Linked DNA regions of Hordeum vulgare: region 2 is linked to region 1. The links are chromatin contacts, called in public Hi-C maps. All regions are on one chromosome and are shown on one strand. The core of a region is the stretch at or near the end of the contact, and the rest is flanking DNA. Distances in the headings are between cores, read along the strand shown. Region 1 holds the start of LOC123449287 (3-ketoacyl-CoA synthase 6-like). Region 2 holds the start of LOC123449291 (tubulin alpha-2 chain).

Region 1 (6,306 bases), core at 3,646-6,145:
TCTCAATTTTATTGAGCAGCATCTAGTCCAGAAAGATAAAGAGTCGCTGCTGAAAAATAAACCCTTACGTAAAATCACTCTCATGCTTTTGTTTCGCACAAATGCAGTGCTGTAGTACAAACGAACTGGCTGTTAGGTCATTGACAAGCTGCAGTGCGCCATCAGACATGCATGGCGTTAAGTTGAGGCGAATGCTTGTACTGCACTAGACACGGCACGTCGACTGCTGAGAAAATTGCCTGATTTTTCTTTTGTTGCAAGAAATGATTATTGGCCTAAAATTCCCGTTGGAGTACATACGAAGTGAATGGTTGACGTCGTCTTCTGAGTTCTGATATATAGTCGTCTACTTCAGTTTATGGAGTCGTTGTCTACCATAGTCAATGGTTGTTACTTTTTACGCCAGGAAGGCGATCTGGCGTCAGTCAGGCTTGCAACCAAACAGAGGGCTTATTCTTGCGAGACATGCTCGACCCGGCCAATGTTGTTGGCATCGCATGGGGACCTGGTGAAGCCGAGACCTTAATCTGAGCTGGTCCGTGGGACACATCCTCCCGTTTCAACGTGGGCGAAGCATAGGCGGGTGCAGTAAAGCTCGATGAGGATGATCGCCAAACCAGGACAAGACTGTTGGTAAGGAGATCTCGTCCCCTCTCCCTGTACTAGACATCGTTGTTTGCCCTGTTTTTTTTTTGGGGGGTACTAGTAGTTATATATGCTCGTCTTCTTTTTCTCCACCACCACGCAACTCCGTTATGAGATGGTGCTTTCCAGCGTTTGTTTTACTGCTGTATGTCGATCCAAAAACGCCTGGCTGATAGGAATAGGATAGGATAGGAGCGCAACGACGACAAGGAGACCCTTTTGCTAGCACGGGCCAAAACAACGGCGAGCGAGGCGAACTCAGTCGTACCACCACTGGTACTACGTGCCTGAGACTCTGAGGTCTGAACAGTGAACGGAAGCCTGAACCGATAACGGACGGAGCAATAAATTTCGTCCGCCCTGCCCTGTCCCCACTTCCACGGCGGCCTCCTCCCCCACAGCGAAAGCGAAAGCAAAAGCGACGCCAACGACGACGGACGGCCGTCCCTCGGCGGCAGCGCATTAAACCCGGCGGCCCCTTCCGCGCCAACCGCGGCAGGCAGGCGAAACGAAAGCGTGGCGGCCAAAAAGGTCAAGGCCAAGGCGAGGGCGAGGCTGGTATCGGCGCAACCAACACCCACCCCCCGGCGCCAGCCAACGCATTTAACGCCTCCCAACCGCGACCACAGCCCAGTCTCAGACCTTGCCGCCGTCACGTACGTACGCCTTCCTCCTCCGCGCCGTGCTCGCCGCCGCCGCCGGCACCTACCCAACCCGATCGATCCACGGCCCCGGCTCCGCCACACGTACGATTAACACCAGCTACCCAGGTAGACGTAGACGTAGACAGACAGACAGGCATAATATCCTAGTAGCGTGGGGCTAACCCGTGGCCGGTCACATGGCCAGCCATGGCAGTAGTTCTAGTCGTATCATCATCAGCTCATTGCCGCCATAAATACGCGGCCCGCCAGCTCCGTGAATTCTGTCTTCTTTGCGTGCGTGCTCCGGCAGGCGGGCGGTAGAGAGCTGAAACAGACGATTGATTGATTGGCTGGCTGGCTCCCGATCTCTGAAAGCCTCTCTCTTCTCCTGTTCCAAGGAAAGGGCCTCTTCTGTTCAGGCAAACTTGTCGCCGCTGCAACTCAACTGCATTTACTAATTACGTACTGTACTTACTCCTCCTCCTTTAACCATGCAGCTCGTGCAAACGACACATAAACATCTCGAAGAAAGTCGAACTTAGTACCAAGAGGGGACACCTGTACGCGCATTTCCCAGTCAGAGTCGCGGCATTTCTTTCAGCACATCCGTTTCCAAGTCAGAGTAAGCTCTAGTAAAATACCAGTGGTTGGGGGCGCATGATTGTAAACCTAACGACCAGAGTTCGATTCTCTGTCAGAGACGAATTTCTGGAATTCTCATGAGGGATGCTTCTTCTATATCAATAAACCGTGGATGCTAGTGCCCATGGAGTTTCATTTTTTTTTTTTTTAAAATACAGAGCTCACTCTGACTTGGAAATGGATGTTGAACCCCACCAATCGGATTTATCCGCGCGTATTTGGTCCTAGTTAGCGAGCTAATTGCCTCCTGTAATAACTTTGTTGCCGGTTTCTTTAATGGGAATCGATGAAAAGGCTCGCTCATGGTGCAAATGTATTTTTGTTTTTGGTACTAATGTAGTACTCTTATATGGATGGTGAGTTTTATTATTCCGATTAATACGACCATGAATTCATGAGTACCTCGTGATTGCGCTTACAGAACATATGCAGAGAAGTATACTCATGCATAAGAACTGAAACCTCGAATGACACTCAACTGCTGACACCAAACAGTATTGCTCTGACAGTTACTACATCATCTGACCTAGTATAAGCAATACCGAGCGGTACATGCATGCATGCACGAGAAGAAGTCATGCATGAAGGGAGGCTTACAAATCAGGAGCGAGCATGCAATGAAAGTATTCCTTTCACTGCAGTGAAAATCTGTGACACAAACAATTTAACAACCACGCCCACGTTAGCGTCGTCCAATCCAATATAAATATACGTGTAGCCGATTAATCAACCTCCTTGTGAATGATCCGATCCCCTCCTTGTGTGGACGCATCCCACGAGTATCCATTTAATTTAATTTATCGCGAAGAAAACATAAATAAATAGAGAAACAAAAAGGAAAAGAAAAAGCGAAGGAGAGAGACTGGTTTAATTTGGTCGGGGCCCCCCCACGGAGCTCCAGGTTTTGGGGGACACGTACGTACATGCAGGCGACTCAGGGAAGGATACGGCGGTGCATGCGACCGCCGGCGGCGAGCCCGTCCGTCAGAGCTTGACGACCTCCGGGATGTGGACGGGGTAGCGCTGGATGCAGTCGTCCCATGGCCCGTCGGTGGGCGTGTTGACGGTGCGGAGGCACTTCCAGACGGCGCTGTTGCACTTGAACCCGCTGCCGAAGCCGATCTGCCACACGCGGTCGCCCTTGCGCATGCGGCCCTTGGCCTCGATGTAGGCGAGCTCGTACCAGAGCGAGCTGCTGGAGGTGTTGCCGAACCGGTGCAGCGTCATCCGCGACGCCTCCACGTGCCGCGGCGACAGCTCCAGGTTCTTCTGCAGCTCGTCGATGACGGCTCGGCCGCCGGCGTGGATGCAGAAGTGCTCGAAGGCCAGCTTGAAGTCCGGGATGTAGGGCTTCCACTTCTTGTTGATCACCTTGCGCCCCACCAGGCGGAAGAAGAAGAGCAGCTGCTCCGACATGGGCAGCACCAGCGGGCCCATGGTGGTGATGTTGGACTTGAGCGCCTCGCCGGCGATGGCCATCAGCTCCTTGGAGAGGGAGATGCCCGAGTGCCCCTCGTCGTCCTCCTCCTCGTACACGCACCGGTACGCGCGGTCGTCCGCGCCCTTGTGCGTGCGCACCACGTGCACCAGCCTGTACTTGGCGCGCCGCGCCTCCCGCCGCCGGTTCGACAGCAGGATCGCCGCCGCGCCCATCCGGAACAGGCAGTTGGGCAGCAGCATGTCCCGCCGGCTCCCGTGGTAGAAGTTGGGCGTGATGATCTCCGTCGAGATCACCAGAGCGTTCGAGTTGGGATGCACCTATTGGTTGGATCAGATGATCAGATCCATATATACCCAACCAACATGTCACTAGTAGCTGGTGATCGAATTACTACTGTAGTTGTGAAGAAGAGTGAAGAGTGAAGAGTGTATTGGTTTGGTGGTAGTCGGTCTCCCGGTAGTTGGTACTATTCCATATACCAAATTAATTAAGGAGAAGGTTTACGTTTACATACCTGGAGCATGTCGCGCGCGAGGTCGATGGAGATGAGGCCGGCGCTGCAGCCCATGCCGGAGAGGTTGAAGCTGCGGATGTTGCTGCGTAGCTTGTACTTGTTGATGATCATGGCGGAGAGGGACGGCGTGGGGGAGAAGAGGCTGCAGTTGACGACGAGGATGTCGATGTCCTTGGGCTTGATCCCGGTGCGGCGGACGAGGTCATCGATGGCGTTGAAGATGACGAGCTGCGCCTCCGCGCGGGACGCCTCCATGCTGGGGTTGGGCGGGATGTAGTGGTTGGCCGGCGGGAGGCAGGTCTCCTCGCCGAGGCCCGAGCGCTCGAGGATGCGGGTCTGGAAGCGGAGGCTCTTGTCGTTGTTGGAGATGAGCTTGATGTGCTCCATGAAGGTGGTGAAGGGCACCCTGAAGCTCGGGGAGGGCTTGTAGCAGCAGTAGTCGACGAGGAAGACGGGCCTGGGGCGCGACATGAAGTAGACGGTGGCAACGAAGACGACGAGGAAGGCGGAGCAGAGGATGTGGACGAGGTCGAGGTGGAGGGAGCGCCAGAGCGTGAGCAGCTCGTCGGGGCCGAGGCGCGCCAGCTCGAGCGCCGTGGCCGCCATGACCGGCACCAGCAGCAGGGTGAGGAAGTGGTTCACCAGGTACTGGTACCCCAGCTTCACGTACTTGAGCTTCACCGACCCTGCCAAGCCGCTCCCCAGCGCGCTCGGCATGATCGCTCGGTCCATCCGCGCTACTTACAGCCCCCCCGCGCGCGCCCCCGCTAGCCCGTACGTCACGGCTCTCTGGCTGGCTGGCTGGCTGGCTTCCGTCCCGCCGTGCACCGAGGGGAGCAGAGCTGCCTGCCTGCCTGTTTCTGCGGCGCACCGCTGGGGGTGGACGCGGCACACGTATGCGTTCACGGTGCTGGGGGTGGGATGTGGGGCTGGATGCGATGCCGGGATGCCGGGCGGAGCGGTTGCAGAGGTGGTGGTGGCGTGGTGGGGTTTAATAGAGTGGCGGGGCGGAGGGCTGGGGCAGATGGGCAGTTTAAATGAGGAGACTGGCTACCGCCACCAACCGGAGTAGCGGAGGAGAGTGAGCTCGTTGGCGCTCATACACGGGCGCGGGATCTTCTGCTGCGTGCGACTACAGTCTTCCTCCTGGTCCTGGACGGGGGTCGCTTTCTCCAGCCTCTGCGCCGTTTCCATCGCCCGTCTGCTAGGTAGGGCGACGCTCAACGCCAACACGCTTCAACACGGACCGTTTCGTTTTAGGAGGGTGGCCGTATTTCTTTCAGCATAGAACGACCGTACCTCTGGAATTTTACAAGCCATTGTTAGATGCACATGAACATGAATGAAACTCACATTATTGGTTGTACTACTAACTCAACCATCGGGCCAGTTATCCAGCACTTGCATGATCAGGTATTATTTTTACAAGTCATTGTTAGATGCACATGAACATGAATGAAACTCATATTATTAGTCGTACTACTAACTCAACCAACGGGCCAGTTATCCATTACTTGCATGCAGTGGCGGAGCTTGATCAGAATTATAGAAGGGGCTAATTCATGTAGAAGGGGCTATTCAATTAAAGATTGGGCAAAACACCATCATCTTGTCTAATTATGTGCTAATAATATAAGAAAACTACACAAGCAGGGGGGCCATGGCTGGCCCTAAGGAAGCTCCGCCAGAGCTTACATGGCCGGGTATTATTTTTACTAAATGGCCTCTGAAAGGATCTTATGTTGTGCGCTGACCCCCAAAAAAATTATTTTGTCGTCTCATCCCGCCTATTGTGTCTACCCGTCCGACGTGTAATGTATATGTATGCACGTCTTCCATCTTAGCGCTTTTGACTGTCGACGAAGATCGGCCCCAGCGTGGCAAACATTGAACACGCCAACCCGGTCGACGTGATATGGCTGGATGAGTTGCGTTTCTATGCCTGACTCGTTTAAATCATGTGATATATCGAACTACTAGTTGCTTTCGTATATGCAGCACACCAACATATTGGATAGTCCGGTGTGCTCCAATGACACGCATATCCGTTAGGCGTGATACAACTTTATGGGCCCGCGCTGCACGTCGCCGCGCGTGCTCACTAGGCGCTTAACTGCAAAAAGGAAAACTTGTCAGGATTGAATTAAAGTTTGAGACGTTCTCGCTTTTCATTACTCTATGACTGTTGTGTGGGTCCCGGTGCCATTTGTTTCGTCCTATTTTGCTTTTGAAACCCCTTTTTCCTGAAACCGTTTGGCAGGACGCGACAGAGCTCATGGGCGCTTGCATGGACAATGCCAAGCTCCGCCAACGTCGTGAGGAGGTGAAAGAGCCCATCACCGCTCGCCTTGAGAAAGCCTAGTCGACCAAGATCCTTGAAGACTAAGTAGACTATAAGGACACGCCTGATTTGTGTTTTT
Region 2 (6,119 bases), core at 1,031-3,530, 240 kb before region 1:
AGGTCGGGCGCTCGATGTCCAGGGACCTCTTGCAGATGTCGTAGATGGCCTCGTTGTCCAGGAGAACCACCACGTCGGTGTGCTCGATCAGCGAGTGGGTAGAGAGCACGCTGTTGTAAGGCTCGACGACGGCCGTCGAAATCTGAAACAAGCAATGGTTTCAGCGAAAATGGCCTAGCTGAAACTTGCTCAAATTTTCTAAAATTTGACTTGGGACAAAGCTAATATGCAAAGCAAATAAATACAGATGGAGTAGTACCTGTGGTGAAGGATAGATAGTGAAACCGAGCTTGGATTTCCTGCCATAGTCGACCGATAGGCGCTCCAGAAGCAATGAGCCAAGTCCTGAGCCAGTTCCGCCACCGACAGCATTGAAAACCAAGAAACCTTGGAGGCCAGTGCAGTTGTCAGCCAATTTTCTGATCCGGTCAAGGCAAAGGTCCACTACCTCTCTTCCAACTGAAGCATTAGAAACAGGGTTTAAATAAAGGAGTATTTTGTTAGTAGGAGCATATATATAGGGCTGTTTCCCAAGCATGACATTTAAATAGTTAAATTGGGTTGCCTCAAGGATGAAAGGGTGTTCTACTCCTTGTATGAGCACTAAATTTCAGCATGAAATAATTAGATTATGGATATGACTCCCACCTGACACCTCTAGCATGTTGCTTGCAGTTCGTGAAGATCGTTATAAATAGAGACATTTTCAGTACACATTATTTATAGTACTGAAATTCAGTATAACGCTTCTGAGCTCGACATTCCATATGGACTCTTGGATAAACTTTTACTATCTTAATAGACGATAAGAAAACTATATCTTCAATTTCTCAACCGTCTTAAAAATAACCAACTAAACTATGCACACCTGGCAAAAAAACTGACCAGTTGCTCATTTCCAAACATAAGGTAGCACAGGAATTATAAAATGTTCAACTACCCAAGTTTTTAGACAACGAATCGACGATCAACGTTCAAGATTGTCGAATTATAAATAAGAATTGCTCAGTTGACTTCTAAATAGCTGGTGTTCAGAAAAGATCTTTTCGGAAAAGAGGTAGCTGAGGTCGAAGCATGGTGTACCTGTGTAATGTCCACGGGCAAAGTTGTTAGCAGCATCTTCATTGTGGGAGATGAGCTGCTCGGGGTGGAAGAGCTGGCGGTATGCCCCCGTCCTCACCTCGTCGATGACCGTGGGCTCCAGATCGACGAACAAGGCCCTCGGAACGTGCTTCCCTGAACCCGTTTCACTGAAGAAGGTGTTGAATGCATCCTTTGCAACCCCAACCGAGGTATCACTGCAAGCCGGTGGCAAGAACTTTAGGTTTTGGTATTGTAAAGTAGGATTATTATCGTTCGTACAAGCAAAGCCTAGCATGTATCCTCATGAAGATTGTTCCATAGAACTGGCACTAAGTCTTTTGAGATTCGATCATGCAAAACCAAAATTGATTCTGAAGCAAGCTGTGTCACCAAACCACTAACAATTATCTGGGCTGCGCAACTCAGGGGCACGCTAAAATTAAACCAGATTATCGAATCCATCTAACAAAAATGTCCCGGGTGTTACACATGTTCATCAGCCGCGCCATTCAAGAACGCCATCAGACAGAATTGGTATCAAAACAAATTCTTCTTTTTCAGGAGAAGAATTCCAATCAAGATTTCCACGGATCATTGTTTCTCAGAGCTCTGGAAGGAAAAGCCTTAACAGGTGCGCGAATCGGGACAGAGGGGTAGCTCACCTGGGCATGAGGCCGTCGGGCTGGATGCCATGCTCGAGACAGTAGAGCTCCCAGCAGGAATTCCCCACCTGGATGCCCGCCTGCCCTATGTGGATGCTGATGATCTCCCTCATCTCTCTCTGACCAGCTCTGTTTGCTCTGCTCTTCTGCAGCTGTGTCGCCTCGGAAGCTCAGAAGTAGCACCTGCAGGAGGAAGCAGCCAGAAGGGAACGGAAAGGGCTTTTGCAGAACAGGGGGAAAAGGTTGGAGGAGAGAAGAAGGGAAGCTGCACAGCGGCGTTACCGGACTCGTGAGCTAGCGGAAAGCGATGGATGGATTACACCGCACGTCGGACGGGAAAGCCACCCGTCGTAGGGACAAAATCACTGGGCGTGGACGACCTGGACCATGTCTCGCTCCACTTCCCACCACCGGTGCCAAAACGAATGCTGTCACCACTCACCACCATAACGAAGGGACGATGGGTCGCTGCCGCCATACCCCGCAGCAAAACTCTGTGGTCGATGGCGCCGTCCGGGCGTCCACTAATGAGTTCAATGATATTCCGGCGCTGGCAATCTTCAGTACGAAGGCACACAGCCATCATAGTTGGAATTAGCCGCCGGCACCACTTTACCACAATAGGAGTCGGCTCATATAAGAGCATGCCCCAAAACGTCTATGGGGGTGTTTATGAAGAGTGACTGGTCAGCGCTCATTTTTTCTTCAGTGCAACTATATATATCTCAAACTTCACTTTTCGAATCTATACGAAGTCATGCAACATAGCTTATTTTACTCGTCGTCCAAGATGTTGAGGAATTCCGTGCCGACGGTGTTGAATGGACCCGTCTTTTACGAAATCATGGAATATAGTACTCCCTCCGTTTCAGTTTATAAAGCTTGCACGTGTATCTAGGTCGTCAATTTGATCAACTTAATAAAAGACATATATTACAAAAAATATATCATTAGAAACTTTAGATGTTCTATTTTTTAATGATATAATTTTTGTGTTAAACAATATATTTTATATAAGTTAAATTGATGATCTAGATACACGTGCACGCCTTATAAACTGTGATGGAGGGAGTACTCCTTTCGTAAAGAAATATAAGAGCGTTTAGATCACTAAAGTAGTGATCCAAATGCTTTTATATATCTTTAGAGATTGAGTACATAGATAAACGTAGCCTACTTTACTCGTCGTTCAAGATGTCGACTATCTCTTTGTCGGTAGTGCTAGATGGACCTGCCTTCTAGTGGATGGCGCCTCCCGCAACTTCGGCTCCTCGTCGGACTTGATGTTTGTAAAGAGTGTGTCCACCTCCACGATGTTGGGCTACAAGTGTATCGGTCGCAATATAAAAAAATTCCTACGCGCAGTACACCACCAACATGCTACAAAGATGGATCATGGATCATTACCATTAGACATGCAGTCCCGTGCAACGAAAAAAGTGTCGTGGCATCGCGTCACCGAAGTCGTCTCCTCCTCATGGTCTCCAACATAGCCGATCGGATCCCACGAACAGATTAGCTGGAGCAGCGCAAATGCAACGCCTTTAATGATATCTCCGCTTGCAGGAGGAACATCCTGCGATGGATTGCTAGGTCCGATCGCATATCCGACGACGAGTGGAGTGGCTAGTTGCAACACATGCAAAGCCCTAGTGACGACGCCAAAGTGACCAACTAAATACATGCGCTGCACCACCACTATATATAGGCATCCATCACGGGCTCAATACTTGGGTCCCACATGGACCCTAAATCCCAAACTTTGTTCAGCCTCGATCCGGGTCCAAGTAGGATCACATCTGACTCGCGCACCGGAACCGACCTCACATGTTCCTTACACTTAAGTGCGCGACCCCTTAGGTTCTCGTCCACTTGGTCGTGAGTTGGATCACATCCGGCTTGCCCAGTCGGTAACGGCCTCTAGCAAAGTGTGACAACTCCAAGTCTCGTTTCACTTCCCACCACCGGTGTCGAAACGAATGTTGTCACCACTCACCACGAAAACGAAGGGACGATGCGTCGCTGCCGTCATACCCTGCAGCAAAACTCTGTGGTCGGTGGTGCCGTCTGGGCGTGCACTAATGAGTTCAGTGATATTCGGGCGCTAGAAATCTTCAGTGTGAAGGCACACAACCATCATAGTTGGAATTAGCCGCCGGCACCACTTATCACAATAGGACTCGGGCTCATATTAGAGCATGCCCCAAAACATCTACGGCCTCACAAGTTCCTTACACTTAAGTGCGCGATCCCTTAGGTTCTCGTCCACTTGGTGGTGAGTTGGATCACGTCCGGCCCGTCCACTCGGTAGCGGCCTCTAGCAAAGTGTGACAACTCCAAGTGTTCGATTAAGCCTGTTAGGCGAATATGTACAACGTTTTCACACTTTTGTTCCTTTTGTCTCACGACATATGTTGTGGGGAACAAGTGAAAGTGCATCAAATTCCTTGGTGGTTTTGTTAATTCATCACGACATATAGCTCATTAAACTATCGATTTTCTTGAGTATATGTGAGAGAAGTTCAATGATGGCATGACTTGGATAGGTGATTGTGGACCCCTCAAAATGCTAAGGACATGGATTGGCTAAAGCTTCAAGACTTTGCATCTTTGATTAAGTAATCTTTGATCACATTGAGTCCATAGAAAAACCCAATACTATTAAAAGAGATGAGGTATTGATAATGACTCAGTTGCTGAAGTGCTTAGAGATTTGCCACCAATACCTTCAACCACACTCTCATATCAATATGTACAACATTAAAATATTCAACTCGGTCCCACCAAACACATTCATCCGTACCCACCGAGTTACACCAAGACAGAGCCATAAGCTAAACCCTAGCATCTCGGTGCCACTGAGACTGCATTTAGTAAGACCGAAAAGCAATGACCAACTTGTCGTTGCCAATCAAAGTAATCTCGGAACCTCCGTGATGAAACATCGTAATTTCCGAGAAGTTGGATCATCCTAAGTCATGACGAATCAGTCTCATCGAGTTGTTCCATTCGGTCCCACCGAACACCAAAAACTTGGAACTTTTGCACTAGTCGATCCCATCGAGATTTTATTTCGGTGTCATCGGGTTGTGCACTAAAGTTGTAACAGTTGGATATTTGGCGGAGGCTACAAATACCCCTCCACCACCACCTACTCTTATAGATTTCCCTCATAATGAAACTACACTTCCACAACTCATTTTTTAGAGAGAAAGACCTACTCATGTATTGAGATCAAGGATTACATTCCTACCATATGATCCTTGATTTCTAGCCTCCTCAAATTTCTTTCCACCCAATCCTTCTCTTATACCAAGCCATTTTTTGTGAGAGAGTGATTGAGTGTTGAGGAGACTATATTTTGAAGCACACGAGCAAGAAGTTCATTATCAACACAACATCTATTACCTTTTGGAGAGTGGTGTATCCTAGGTTGGTTAGGTGTTGCTTGGGAGCCTCCAAATAATGTGAAGTTGAACAAAGAAGTTTATAAGGGCAAGGAGATTGCCTACTTCGTGAAAATCTACCCAAGTGAGGCTAGTCCTTCGTTGACGTAAGTCATGATGGCATATACAAGGTTGCTCTTCGTGTACCCTTCAAGGATGGATCCCTCCATGAACTTGCGCAACCATTACCCTGTGTGGGTTGAAGTCTCCATCAACATGGACATACGATAGCACCACCTCTTAGAACCATGCCAAAAACACTATGTCTTCATTGTGTTTTATTTCTTTGATCCCTACTTTACATTCATATGCGATGTCTCTATTTTTTGGTGCTCAACTCTTAGACTTGCATGTGTAGGCTAACGACAAAGAGGTTTCACGGATGTTGGTTCAGAGCAGACCAGAATTGGTCCTTGGATGGGCAAAAAACGAGATGAAATCTCTGATTTGGGTTGAAAGACCCCGATGGGGATGTATGTTGAGCCTAATGCCACCAAGAACGCCCCACCCACCACCGTGGAGGATGGATAGAACGCCCCAACCGACACCGGTCGTCCGACGAGTAGGTCTTTCGAGAGTGCAACTTTGAGAACATTGTTATTTAGTATGCATGTTAGTTAAGTGTGTTGAACTTATGCAAATAATACTCTGTTATATTTTGCTGGCCTCGAGAGGTTAAATGGAAGCACAATTAATCTTTTGGATCATAAAAGCTCCCATGGCACCATGTTGGGCTACAAAGGGAGGTCTTTGTTGGCTCACAGAGGATGCAAGATAGAAAAATCCTCCTATGATATGACTACAATGTGTGGTAGTTATTTAATGTAGTTGTACATTTGCGCTATGTGGTAGAACTTGAATGAAAGCTACTAATTACAGCAATTGGGTCACATGATTTTATTTGTCTTTAAAATAGGATCGAAATGTT

What was found. A called contact is a pair of places that touch in the nucleus more often than the background predicts.
Region 2: a Hi-C map of seedling shows a contact between it and region 1, with 2.0 times the contacts expected there. The contact joins the promoter of LOC123449291 here to the promoter of LOC123449287 in region 1. A contact is called at or near these places in 2 of 6 Hi-C or Micro-C datasets (leaf and seedling).

The regions. Positions count from the first base shown.
Region 1 is chr4H:529,805,334-529,811,639 of MorexV3_pseudomolecules_assembly, reverse strand. It overlaps LOC123449287 (3-ketoacyl-CoA synthase 6-like), which reads right to left and starts at 4,895. Exons shown (of 2, transcript XM_045126444.1): 1 at 3,887-4,895; 2 at 2,595-3,689. The coding sequence starts at 4,618. The coding sequence ends at 2,916.
Region 2 is chr4H:530,041,105-530,047,223 of MorexV3_pseudomolecules_assembly, reverse strand. LOC123449291 (tubulin alpha-2 chain) reads right to left here and starts at 2,280. Exons shown (of 5, transcript XM_045126448.1): 1 at 1,746-2,280; 2 at 1,084-1,298; 3 at 260-459; 4 at 1-142. The coding sequence starts at 1,858.